Linked DNA regions of Mus musculus: region 2 is linked to region 1. The links are chromatin contacts, called in public HiChIP or PLAC-seq maps. All regions are on one chromosome and are shown on one strand. The core of a region is the stretch at or near the end of the contact, and the rest is flanking DNA. Distances in the headings are between cores, read along the strand shown.

Evidence for each region. HiChIP or PLAC-seq counts read pairs in DNA pulled down with a chosen protein or histone mark.
Region 2: an H3K27ac HiChIP or PLAC-seq map of embryonic stem cells shows a contact between it and region 1, with 2.7 times the contacts expected there. The contact joins the enhancer-like site here to the promoter of Gal3st4 in region 1. A contact is called at or near these places in 11 of 39 promoter capture datasets (the 3T3-L1 cell line, 3T3-L1-derived adipocytes, the C10 cell line and 7 more), 5 of 484 Hi-C or Micro-C datasets (B cells, Kupffer cells, bone marrow-derived macrophages and 2 more), 9 of 115 datasets of contacts at active chromatin or transcription factors (bone marrow-derived macrophages, embryonic forebrain, embryonic stem cells and 2 more) and 1 of 9 other capture datasets (liver).

What each region holds. Positions count from the first base shown.
Region 1 is chr5:138,268,475-138,275,085 of GRCm38.p6, forward strand. It overlaps Gal3st4 (galactose-3-O-sulfotransferase 4), which reads right to left and starts at 4,338. Exons shown (of 4, transcript NM_001347507.1): 1 at 4,258-4,338; 2 at 2,805-2,906; 3 at 2,294-2,597. The coding sequence starts at 4,265. It overlaps Gpc2 (glypican 2 (cerebroglycan)), which reads right to left. Exons shown (of 10, transcript NM_172412.2): 10 at 5,186-6,095. The coding sequence ends at 5,836. It also overlaps a transcript of Stag3 not described here.
Region 2 is chr5:138,460,813-138,468,054 of GRCm38.p6, forward strand. It overlaps a transcript of Zfp157 not described here. Among named protein-coding and RNA genes, the nearest start is that of Zfp157, 23 kb to the left of the region's middle. Within about 2 kb of position 2,774, at least 10 of the 459 cell types and tissues checked have an H3K27ac peak or open chromatin away from gene starts, as enhancers often do. A contact at or near this core is called in embryonic stem cells, where this site is marked.

The DNA.
Region 1 (6,611 bases), core at 3,088-5,587:
CGTACCACGGTACACACATGCCTGTATCCCAGGAAGGCACACAAACGGCCTACACATGGAAGATTTGTTTTTAGGTACCTTTCCTTCAACTGAATGCTTTTTTTTTTTTTTTTTTTTTTTTTTCCTTTTAAGTAGAAGTTAACTGTCTCTGGCATCCAAAATAACTTCCCAGTTCTACCATGTGTTACTTGCATGACTTTGGCGTTTCACTGATGCTATTAGAGCCTTCCTTTCTTATAGTGTAAGTCTGGATCAGTTTCTCTGGAAGAATGTAGAAGTGCCTGGAACATCGTAGGTAGTAGTCAGTGGTGATGACAAGCAGTTCATCTCAGCTGTTAGAGGAACTTAGTTCAGTGATCCTTGTCATCATCCCAAACTTGACAGTTGTCCCTTGGCATTGCAACAGTGGCCTCTTGCTGCCCCTAACATCCTCACAGTCCTCAGCTGTCTCCTGCTCTGACTTCAGCAAGGGTGTGCTGGGTATGGTGGCTCACACCTGTAATCCTGAGGAAAGAGGATAGCTGAGCGTTTAAGGAAGGCCCAGGGTACATAGCAAGAGCCTATTTCAAAATAAAGTGTTTTGGCAGTTGGCTATTCTTTTCATTGCAATTCTCTCCTGATACACACGTATATACTTTGTGATGGTTTGCTTTCTCTAAGCATGCACAATCTGAGCTGGGGATATAGGCCAGAAGTGCTTGTGTAAAATGCGTGGGAGAGCCCTGGGCTCCATCCCCAGTACTTCACAAAAAGCAAAGCAAAGAAAACTCACCAAGAATGTCTGATGTTTGCCGGGCATTCTGGTTCATACCTATGGTTCTAGCACTCTGAGAGACTGATACAGAAGTATTGCTATAAGTTCTAGGACATTCTAAGCTCATAATGGCAACTTTCTCAAAAAACAAAACAAAACAACAAAAAAAAGGTTTCCCCCTAAAGATTTTCCGAGCTGAAGAGAGTTAGCTCACTTTGTTGAGTGCTTAGCTAGCATGCACCAAGTGCTGGGTTCTGTCCCCTACACTGCATAAACTGATAATTATGGTGCATACCTGTACCCAGAACTCAGGAGACGAGGCAGGACTTCAAGATCATCCTCAGTTACCTAGTAGGTTTGAAGCTAGTCTGAGCTACATGAGCCACATACAGAAGGGGACACACACACACATGCACACACATGCACACACACATGCACACACACACATGCACACACACATGCACACACACACATGCACACACACATGCACACACACATGCACACACGCACACACACACGCACACGGAGGAGAAAGCTGCATGCATAGTAAGTCTTCACTTGTAACCCCCATCTGATAACTCCTTTGAGTTCCTTGCCCACCACAGCAATCTTTCTCTGTTCCTCTAAGTTCTCCTTACCCCTCATGATGCTAGGGTTATAGTGTGAGACGCCACACCCAGTGCTGGTGTGCTTAATTTTCTTTCAGACAAGCGTTTACTTGTTTAAGCTTGTGAGAGAATGTACTATCTCTCACATAAGAAAATTTTGTTGGGGGAAGTTCAGAGTTGGGGGGGTCTCTTTTTGTTGTTGTTTGTTTTTGAGAGAGAGGTCTGGCCATGCAGCTCAGCCTGGCCTTAAACTGTTTTGTTATTTTGAACTCGTGATCCTTCTGCCCTCCTGAGTCATGGGATTAAAAGTGTGTACCACCACACTTGGTTTATGTGGTGCTAAGAATTGAGCCCAGGGCTTTCTGCATGCTAGGCAAGAACTCTGTCAACTGTGCTACACCCCTAGTCTGACCTCCAGTTGCATCCTGTCTCAACTTCTCCAGTTGTGGAATTCTAAAAGTCCAACTATTCTTTATTTTGTTGAGAACTGAACACACACTGATGAGAAGTCTCAAACATGGTGCTTACACATAACTACAGCACTAGGAGAGATGGAGGCAGGGTCCTAGGGGCTCACTGGCCAGTCAGTCTAGCTGAATGAGCAAGTTCCAGGTTCAGTGAGAGACCCTGTCTCAAAAACTAAGATGTAGAGTGACTGAGAAACACATGTGGGATTGACCTCTGGCTTCCATAAGCACTTGTACCCTCCACACACAAATCCCAGTTAAGAGAAGACCCTGGCTCCCAACACCACACCTGCCCCAGAGAAAGGACATTTGTAGGAAGAGCAATAGGAGACCTCACCTTTATGCCCCAGGGTCCAACTTTTGAGTGAACCCCCAAACCATGGCATGGAACCCCTCTCTTCCAGATCTTGGCCACAGGCCTGAGGCATTCTCTTCCCTAGCCTGCCCTCGCTAGACCTCCTCACCTCTTTGAGGTTGAATCTCATGTGATGGCAGAGGATATGGAAAGGCTTCTGAGTATCCGCACTCTGGGGATGGTAGCCTTTGACCTTAGAAGCCTGGAAAAGCTTTGGGTAGCCAAACTGGTAGTGGGCAGGCAGGGCAAAACGTAGCCCCTGCTGGTCCCCATAGCGATGAAGGAGATTGAGCACAGAGCTGCTCCCAGATTTGTGTGTCTTCAAGAACACAAGTCGCTGTCGGGGTAGGCAAGACTTAACAGTTGATCCCAGTGAAGGGACCCAGGACTGTCGGAGCTGCAGTCCAGGTAGTCTGGAAAAAAAAGATAGGGAGGGAAATGTCCTGTCCCTTAGCATTGTGTGGAGCAGGTGGGTCCTTGTAATGAATAGACAGTAGGAACGCCCACCCCCACCCCTGAGGATTTACCCCCAAGAGTCACATTCCCAGGTAGGATCAAGGAAAAGTAGGTTGTGGGGGTGGGGTTTATAGTCAGAGAGGTAGGACAGGCTAGGGACTCACCTCCTCTGGAATGATCCCCCCAGGAACTGGAGGCCAAATCCAATGGTCATGAAGACTCCCAGAGCCACCCCCAGGCTCCGAGGCCTCCAGAGCCTCATGGTCCTGGCAGGAGACAGAGGGCCCATGTGTCACAAGGGAAGTGACATTAAATGGGGACAGAGCCAGGGCCAAGAGCCATGAGTGGCAGAGAGAGCTGGAGATGGCTGTACAGCCGTGGAAGGCACCTTTTGGAGATCAGGGGATCATTCCCCAGGCCTCCTTGCAGCCCTGGTTGAGTCTGCCCCCTGAGTTAGCAGAATTTTGCCTCTGTCAGCGTCTAGAAGGGAAATGAGGGGGAAGGAGAGGAGTCTAAGGAGCTTTTCTTCTTAGACCTGAGGCAGGGATGGGGAGTAGCCTGGTGTGTGTGTGTGTGTGTGTGTATACCTTCTTTATACTGGAACCTTGTAGATAACCTGGCATCTCTTCCTTTTGCTGCCAACCTTGTTTGTCCACTGCCACTTCCTGGCTCTTCAATTGTACTCACCCCCCTTTAAGCACTGGACATTTAACAGGGAAGGAGATAAAGCCAGGACCCAGATCTCAAATGAAACAGACAGTAAATGAGATTGAACCTGTTGGCTCATGATGATAACCTGGACTCACTGTCAAGCCTGGTCCTGGCTGCCTTCTGAGTCTCTCTGTCAATCACAAATAGGAATGAAGAGCCCCCCTTCTTCTGTAGCTAGTACAGGGAGAAACTTTAGGAAGGAATGGAGGACCAGATAGGAACAGGTTGGGTAACCCAGGAGGGACGGGGGCGGTGGACTTAGAGGAGTGCGTGGTGAGCCACTGTTCCTGCTGGCAAGGCTGCTACCTGCTCAGTACATGGAAGACCCTAAGGACTAAAAGGGGCTGATGGAGATGTGGGTCTACAGAGTCCCCATATACACCCCATCTCACTTCATAATCCTAGTTACCAGCACAGGCGGCAAGCAGAAAAGGAGGGGGGTTTTGATTAATTGATTCTTCTTTTCCGGCCTTAAGCTTCCTGATCAATTTGGAGTATAACTCCCTTTTTTCAGATCACACCCTATAATCAAAGATCAAGGTCCTCCCGACATTCTTAAACAGCCTCCTTTCCAGAACTAGCCAGGCTGACCCAAACGGAAAGAATCCAAGCTTGCTATCCAGAGGTCCGCCTCCTTCTGGCAGTATCCCTAGCTCCCTCCCTAACTCCCTCCCCGGAGCACAGCCCCTAGGATTCAGCCGAGAACTCACTCCTCTATCCGGGCTAAACTCGATATCCTACCATCCACCTCGAGCTCCTCATCCCAGCTCTCCCTCTGAAGTTTTGGTGAGTGCTGCATCTGTCTTCAGTCCTTTGTTAAGGGTCTTCTGTGAACCCCTCAAGTCTCCTTCCAGAAATTCAAAGGTCCCTCCACCGGTTCCAGCCTCAGCTTCTTTAGGCACTCACCAGGCCATAAGGAGAGCAGTCAGAAAAAACCAGGTCAGGCTCCCCAGCCACCGCCCGGCTCCTTGGATCAACTTGCCCCACAAACTTTTCTCAGCACCCAGACTCCTCCCCCTCTCCTCCCTTTGTCCCGCCGGTCCAAGCAGCCACTTGCTTGCTTGGGCATTGATCAGTCTCTCTGGGTCTCTTCCCCTCCCTGCCCCTTTACCAGTCCGCTGGGGAAAGATCGCCTAGACTGCCTTTGAAAGATGTCACTTCTACCCTCCTTTCAAGTAGGAATCAATTACATCTTTTTCTTTTGGCTTTCCACAAAACAAGAGATTTATTCAGGTGAAGAGACAGGGAGAGAGACAGAGAGGCTGCCAAGAAGAGCAGCTCTTGCCCTGAAGGCAGGAGCAGTGGTGTGTAATCTAAGGAGGCCTGGTGTTCTGCACATTTTACAGGGACTTCCTCATGTAATTTGTTTGATCTCCAAATTGTTTTTTAATATATTAAGATACTCAGACCTCAGGCTTGGGAAATACGGGGTTGTTCTTTAGAGCTGCTTGCTCCCAAGTGACAGACTCCAAGAGGCAAGAAGCAGGTAGAAATTGGGCCAGTTACAGATGCCCAGGGAAACATAGACTGGAGGAAAAGCACTTGTTGCACACGCGTGCGGACCCAAGTTCAGATCCCTTATAGCCATGTAAAGACACTGGGCTCGGTCACAAGCACATCTTCCCTGTGATTCCAGTGATATGGGAGGATAAAAGGATCACTGGAGCGTTCTGGCTGCCAGCCTAGCATCCGCTTTAGCCAGAATGCCAGTCTCTCCAGGGAATAAGGCAGAGAGATATAGCAAAACACGTCCTCCTCTGGTCTCTGGGAGTGTGTGCGGGCACGCAAACACACACACACACACACACATACACACACAGAGAGCCATACACGTGGTCCAATAAATTCTTTATTTACCAATAGACACTGATATGAACACTGAAATATGAAGTGGAAGTTTGTGATGGATGTGGATGGCAAAGGTCGCTAGATGGGTCCCTCCCCCCGCCCCATACTTAAGAAGCAGATGATTTTAAAAGAGGCAACAAAACTCAGGTTCTACCCTCCTTCCTGTTCTACTGTCAGCACCTAGCTTTATTAGTCCCTAACTCTCAATCCTCCTGCCTCAGCATCCCAAAGAATAATGGGTTTACAGGCAAGTGACATCACTCTCAGCTAGTTTATGTGTCCATTTTCAATACCAGGTACCCCCATGCCAATAGTACCATTCCTCCCCACTTTCAAGTTCCTTCAACCCCGTGTCCCACCCCCCACCCCATCAGTGAGCCCAAAGATTTAAAAGAGCTGAACCATCCTTCCTAAATAAATATCCCCAGTTCCCAAATGAAAAAATAAATATTATGAAACCCATCTACCTCCCACCCCATTAATTGGAAACTCCTGGATTTGGGGCCCCAGCCATTCACCCACAAAGTCCCTTTCTGCCCTCTCTGTAGCCCCCTTCCACTCCTCCTCATGCCTGGCTGAGGGAGGTGGAAGAAAAAGAGCCACTAAGCCTTTTGATGCTAGGGCGCCCCTCCCTCGTTATCGAAGTACAAGCAGGGTCAGGGCTGAGGGAAGGAGGAGGAGGACAAGTGGGGTATGGAGGCCAACAGATGACCCCAGATTCCTGCTTCGGCCCTGGTTGTATCTGGCACTGCCACTTCCTCCTCTCACTCCAAGACCGTCCCTTCGAGGAGGACGAGGTGGCCTTGGAGGCCTGGCTGGGGGAACCACAGGCACTGCCCCAGCTTTCCAGTCGTCTGCATACTGCTGTCCCCCTCCAGAGCCACTGGCATCTTCATCTGTGTAGATGGAGAGGATCAGAGGTAGATGGTAGGAAGGAAGAGCAAGAGATTTCAAATGGAAACTGAGATAAACCATAAGCACATTTTCATATATATGCGTGAAAATGTCAAAATGAAATCTATTACTTTGTATAGTTAATATAAAAAAAGGAGATTCAGAGAGGCAAGAGAAGGACACACAACTGTGAGCGGTGACAGGAATACCAGGAAGGAAACGCATAATCACACACCAGACAAGGAGATGGGAGAAGGCAAGGAGACTGGAAAAGACAGAGCAGAAGAAAAAAAAAAAAAGAGTCGATGGGGATGGCAAGCAGACAAGAAGCCAGAAAACAAAGGTAGAGAAAGGGGGATGGGGAGGGAGGAGGAGTTGGGAGCCAACCTAAGAAAAGTTGGATGTGCTTGGTTCTCTTTTTGGTTAATTTCACGGGTGGGGGTGGGGTGGAGGTGGGGCAGCCCAGTGACAGCACAGCTAGCTTCCCTGCCCCCAGTTCTTTACAATAAGTTTCCTCA
Region 2 (7,242 bases), core at 1,524-4,023, 190 kb after region 1:
CTCTCTTCAATTTTTATTACAGATGTGTGTAAATATATATAATATACATATATGTATTCCTAAATATAAATACAGTCTCTTAAATCTGCATAATGTTACTTGTATGTGCGTGCTGTTAGGGTATTGGCTAACCAATTGGTTGAAATGTTGGGAAGATTATTTCTCCTGTTCTCAGCATTCCTTAGTTATCTGCAGACCTCTGTCTAGAGTTGGCACCTTGTGCGATTACTGCCTGCCCTCTGTTAGTATATCTGTTGATGCGATCCTTTAACGAGAGATTTTAAAAATTGTATGTGTATGAATGTGCTGCTTCCACTTAAGTTAATACACTGTGTGCATACTTGCTACCCTACCTGCAGATTCCAGAAGATGATGTTGGATCCCGTGAATTGAGAGTTAGATGGTTGTGGGTAATATGAGTGCTGAGAACTGAGCCTAGGTCTTCTGCAGAAGCACCAAGTACTCTTGACTACTGAGCCATCTCTGCAGCCCATGCCGCTAGTGTTTTAATTTACATCTCCATTGATTTCTCTAATCTCTAAACATATTGAGGATAGTTTATGATATTAAACACTTATGTATGTTCTATACAATGTGACCTGTGGCCATTCAAGTCTTTTGTCTTTGTTTGTTTGTTTGTTTTGTTCTGGGATGTCTAGTGTCTAGTTTTTCCTTTTATTTTCAGAGTATTTGAAGTTGACCCAAGTTTTAATCCTATCAATCAGGAGGTAGAGGCAGATGGATCTCTGTGAGTTCATGTTCGGCCTGGTCTACCTAGTGAGTTTCTAAACAGCCAAGGCTATGTAGAGAATAAAATGAAAGTAGTTGATCTATGTGACGTGGTGAAGTTTCTCCTAGTGTGTTTTTTCTTCCTACCCTTAAACTATATAGTCTGATGTATGGTCTTTTTAAAAAAGTCATTGCATTATAAATACTTTAAAATCATGGCTTTAAGCAAATTTGAAAGGAAATAATAAACAGATTGTATATTTCCCATCCACTTGGTGACTTAGAGCCATTCCTTTATCAAGTTATTTTTTTAAGTTTTAGTGCTGATCTAGTGTGATGTGAATAACATTCTTTTTTTTTTCCATTTTTTTTATTAGGTATTTAGCTCATTTACATTTCCAATGCTATACCAAAAGTCCCCCATACCCACCCACCTCCACTCCCCTACCCACCCACTCCCCCTTTTTGGCCCTGGTGTTCCCCTGTACTGGGGCATATAAAGTTTGCAAGTCCAATGGGCCTCTCTTTCCAGTGATGGCCGACTAGGCCATCTTTTGATACATATGCAGCTAGAGTCAAGAGCTCCGGGGTACTGGTTAGTTCATAATGTTGTTCCACCTATAGGGTTGCAGATCCCTTTAGCTCCTTGGCTACTTTATCTAGCTCCTCCATTGGGAGCCCTGTGATCCATCCATTAGCTGACTGTGAGCATCCACTTCTGTGTTTGCTAGGCCCCGGCATAGTCTCACAAGAGACAGCTACATCTGGGTCCTTTCAATAAAATCTTGCTAGTGTATGCAATGGTGTCAGCGTTTGGATGCTGATTATGGGGTGGATCCCTGGATATGGCAGTCTCTACATGGTCCATCCTTTCATCTCAGCTCCAAACTTTGTCTCTGTAACTCCTTCCATGGGCCCATGGAGTGAATAACATTCTTATATACTCGGAACAGTGGAAAGATCTGTCATCCAGAGGTGCTAGCCCCTTGTACAGCTGTGCACCTGAGTGACTAGTTCATCTGTCACTCAGCATTCAGTCTGTTGAGGACAGGGTTTGAGAAAGACTTGGTACACAGCCTTGGCCTTCCTGGAACTCACTGTGCAGAACAGGCTTCCCTTAGCCATGCTGGAATCTTCTGCCTCTCAAATGTTGGGATTGTATGCCTGTTCGATCATACCCAACTGCATTCAGTATTAAAAATGTGATTGCTAGCAGAGTTCCAGATGCAACTATGAACATCTAGATGGTTCTACTACCCAGATGAACTGCAAATCAGAAACAGTACATGAAATAACTTGTTGATTACAGTTTTGTTCTCTTACAGGTTCTTGTGTCTGAAGCCTGTTTATATATGTGACAGTGTTGAGATGCCGAATTAAGTATGAGGTCTCTACTGCTCCTTCCCATCACAGAGATTTTATCACCCCCTCCTTCCTCCCTCCCTCTTTTCATCCTTGGCACTAGTTAGAGGACCACCACCAACAACAATTTAAGCTCGTAGACTCCAAATTTATTAACTATAGTTCTTATACATAATTACCAGTTAAAGTATTCCATTATTCTAAAAGAGTTTAATTCTAAAAGATGTATTTATGTTCTGTAAAAAAGCATTTGTTCTTGATTTTTATTAGTTTGCTCTTCCTTGAAAAAAAGAAATGACCTGTGACAAGAAAATGTAAAAAGAGCTTATTTTGCTTCCTGGTTTTCAGGAGTTATCAGTCTATCATGACAGGAAAAGTATTAATAGGATTAGCTAAGCCCCAGGTAGTGAGAGCTGAAGGTGTTCATTTCTCACATAGTAGAGGGCAGAGAAGCAGAGACTGGAGGCCAGATCCATTAATAGGTATAAACTTCAAAAGTCTGTGAGTAATGATAAACTGCCACAGGCTCAAACTCATCACTGGAAGTTGCTAAAGAGACAGGGGAAGCTAGCCTCTGCACTTCCCTACTGCTGTGCAGGGCTAGAAAGGTGAGCTCTCCTTCCCTTCTCCCTTCATAGATGCCCTGGCCTTTGGAGAGGGTAAACAAAGAGTGCCCAGCCTTGTGCCAGAATATTGTAATTCCCCTTTTCACCTTTGCAGATCTCTGGAATCTGCAATCCGGAGAGTCTAGTGCCAGCCAATAAATTGTGAGTGTCAGTGTTCTTGTACTGTTTGCATTTGTTCTGTTAGTTCTGTTGGAACAGCCTCGAGGCGTCAGTATACTCCGCAGAAGGGTGACTAGAGCGGACTTGCTAGAAGGTCACTGCGGAGATGTCCCTGATCCTGCAAGCTTGACAGTTACCTTCATAGGGAGGAATCTGTGTTCGAGGAAGGGTCTCAGCACAATCTACTTTCTTACTCACCTCACTTCCACTTTCCAAGGCGAGAGTCTGAGTCCTAGTGCTTGGAGTGGCAAGCCGGCTATTTCGTGCCTGTGGGTCTGTCTGTGGTACTTCGTGCAGTGTTTGGTTTCGTGTTGTACTGGACTCTGATGGATGATATGGGACAGGCTGACTCCTCCCCCTTCAACATTGTTTTAGCTCACTTTAAGGAAGTGAGAACTAGAGCTCACAATCTCCATAGATGTGAACAAGAAATGTACAGTCAGGTGACCACCAGAAGGGACCTTTCACCTCCCCACGGTATTAGCAAAAGGCGCAGGGACATCTGGATCAAGTCCCCTATATAGTGGTTTGGAAGGACTTGGTTTCTAATCCACCACCATGCGTTAAACCCTTCCTCTTCCCTCTAACTAATGCTTCTACACCACTAGGAACAGTGTCGGCCCTGGTGACAGAAGAACAGATGTGGGAAGTTCCTAAGTCTCTTGCATCTCTTTGCCCCATTTTACAGGAGAGTATGCCAGAGGAAGTTCTATCCTACCGCCTACCACCCAAACCCCAGCAGCACCAGCATTCCCACTGGGACCAGCTGTGCCAGCACCTCTACAAGCCCAACCCCAGCTGTGCCAGAGTCCCCCCTGGCTGCGCCAGCTTTAGCCCCACCCATGCTTTCCAAGGAGGAAGTACCACAACTTCAGGAATGAAGGGGGTGGGGCTGGCACAGGGGCCTCAAAGCTGGCACATGGCCCCTCCCGAGGCTATAGAGCCAGAGGCAGATTCCGTTGTCTTACCCCTAAGGGTGACAAGACTACCAACAGGGAAATCAACCCCACTATTATTGGTCCTTCACTACTGCTGATCTTTTCAATTAAATAAGAGAGAATGCTAGATTCTCTGACAACCCTGGAGAGCTCCTTGCGCTCTCTCTCTCTCTCTCTCTCTCTCTCTCTCTCTCTCTCTCTCTCTCTCTCTCTCTCTCTCTCCATATATATAAAATGTATATATATATTGGAGTGGCGAGCCGGCTATTTCGTGCCTGTGGGTCTGTCTGTGGTACTTCTTGTAGTGTTTGGTTTCGTGTTGTACTGGACTTTGATGTATATATATATATACATTTTAATGGTAAGATTTATGAGCCTTATTTTAATTAAAATAATATAATGTCCAATCTTATTTTTCCTCTATTCAATCCATCCTATGCTTCCCCTTGCTCTTTCTTCAAATTATGGCCTTATATACTGTGTTATACACACATATACACAAATGCCTAAATATATAAATACAACTTGCTCAATTCATTTAATTATATAAGTGTGTGTGTGTGTGTGTGTGTGTGTGTGTGTGTGTGTGTGTGTGTGTGTGTGTTTTAAGGCTGTTGCACTGCTTGGTACTGGATAATCAATTAGATGGTTCATCCCTGGGGAAGACCAATTCTCTCACTTCCATTATTTATTGGTTTCCTATAGTTCTATATCAAAGCATGGGGTCCTGTGAGGTTCCATTTCAATGTATCAGCTCCAGTGGTGTTGTCATTCTTTGGGTCTAGTTAGGCAGCTGTGTTACTGAAGTAGGATGGGTGATGCTTCCCTGCGATTTCTTTCTTTTTTATCATATTCTTTAAAATTTATAAAATATTGTAACAATAAAAATGAGTATTATAAAAGTTGTTTGATATAAAACAACAATCAGTCGAACAGTATTATGTAGATGTTTCTCTACAGCAATACTGAAAATACCTATGTTTTTCTTAATATAAATTTAAAATAACTCCAAATATATTAATTGTATATTTTAAAATAATATATCACTATTAGTTTTTTTTAAAATGAACATAAATAGATAAAGTCTGTTTGTTTGTTTGTTTTGTTTTTAATAGGGCTTAAAATCTTGGCTCTTACTGTGGTACAAACATAAAATAAGAACAGTTTTTAGACATTGGAGGTCATTTTAATAGGGCTGTACTTGACTATCCCTCACATTAACAAAGGATTTTACCTCCATAGTAGATAAGCTAAGAGTTGACGGTTCTACTGCACCAAGGAATGAATTGTAGGCACGATTTTTGGATACAGATTTCCTGCTACTGTCAAAGTTAATTGACTTGAGTGATTGTCGTCATTCTCAGCCCACAGGGAACAGGTTATATTCATTTAAGAAATGGTGTGTGTATTAAGATGGTCTATCCATGAAGTCATTTATCAACTGTTTCAATGAACAATGGTCCTGCTTGGAGGGTGGCACAGAAGTTAGGTGAATATAAGATTCTGGTTCATTGGCTGTGATGATTTTGAAAAGCATTCATTTCAGAATAAGAGTAACTTATAAAGTCCTCTTCTTCAAAATTGATACAATAATTATAAATATCAAACAAGCCTTTAGTTTTACTTTTTGCTGTTCTCTTACAGGTCACCTCCCAGATTAATTGTCTACATTTCTTTTGGCTACATAAATAATTTTGAAATATGTAAGCTGTTCTGAAAACCATAGTATAGTGTAAAACATCAAATAAACAATCCTACTAATAGAGAGGCTGAGATAGGAGAAGCATGATTTCAAGACCATTATGTGGCACACAGCAAGACCCTGTCATGTATCAACAGGCAGAAAGTGTATATGGGTTGTACAATATTGGACCTATTTCTCCCATTACCAGATTAGAGAGAGACCATGGGATGACAGCTGACAAATTTCAATTCCTCATATTTTTGAATTCCAATTGATTAGGATATGTTGGTAATATTAATTTTCATATTAAGAGATATTAAGGAAAAGTGATTGTTACTTCCTGTTAATTTTCTTGTTAGAGGTAGAATTGTTTGTGTGGGTTTGTTGAAAGATTACTTTTTTGCTTCTCCTAGGGTGTAGTTCCACTTCTTGTGTTGGTGTTTTCCATCTGTTATCCTTTCTAGGGCTAGATTTGTGGAAAGATTTTGTGTAAATTTGGTTTTCTCATGGAATATCTTGTTTTCTCCATCTATGGTGATTGAGAGTTTTGCCGGGTATAGTAGCCTGGGCTGGTATTTGTGTTCTCTTGGGGTCTGTATGACATCTGCCCAAGATCTTCTAGCTTTCGTAGACTGGTGAGAAGTCTGGTGTAATTCTGTTAGGCCTGCCTTTATATGTTACTTGACCTTTTTCCCTTACTGCCTTTAAAGTTCTTTCTTTGTTTAGTGCATTTGGTGTTCTAATTATTATGTAACAGGAGGAATTTCTTTTCTGGTCCAGTCTATTTGGAGTTCTGTAGGCTTCTTGTGTGTTCATGGGCATCTCTTTCTTTAGGTTAGGGAAGTTTTCTTCTATAATTTTGTTGGAGATATTTACTGGCCCTTTAAGTTGGGAAGCTTCACTCTCCTCTATACCTATTATCCTTGGATTTGGTCTTCTCATTGTGTTCTGGATTTCCTGGATGTTTTGGGCTAGGAGCTTTTTGCTTTTTGCATTTTCTTTCACCGTTGTGTCAATGTTTTCTATGGTATCTTCTGCATCTGACATTCTCTCTTCTATCTCTTGTATTCTCTTGGTGATGCTTGCATCTATGACTCCTGATCTCTTTCCTAGGTTTTCTAACTCCAGGTTTGTCTCCCTTTGTGATTTCTTTATTGTTTCTAGTTCCATTTTTAGATCCTGGATGGTTTTGTTCCTTTCCTTTGCCTGGTTGATTGTGTTTTCCTGTAACTCTTTAAGGGATTTTTGTGTTTCCTCTTAAGTTCTTCTAGCTGTTTACCTGTGTTCTCCTGCATTTCTTTAAGTGAGTTATTCATGTCTTTCTTAAAGCCCTCTATCATCATCATGAAAAGTGACTTTAGATCTGAATCTTGCTTTTTTGGGTGTGTTGGGGTATCCAGGACTTGCTATGGTGGGAGAATTGGATTCTGATGCTACCAAGTAACCTTGGTTTTTGTTGCTTATGTTCTTATGCTTGCCTCTTCCCATCTGGGTTATCTCTAATGCTACCTGCCCTGGCTATGTCTGACTGGAGCCTGTTCTTCCTGTGATCCTGGTAGTGTCAGAACTCCTCCGAGTCAAGCTGTCTCTGTAATCCTGTGATTCTGGGATCCTGCTATCCTGAGATCCTGGGTGTGTCTGAGCTCCTAGGAGTCAAGCTGCCTTTGGGGCCTTGAGATCCTTGTGTGACCAAGCTCCTGGGATCCTGGGATCTTTTGATCCTGGGCATTGCCACACCCACTGC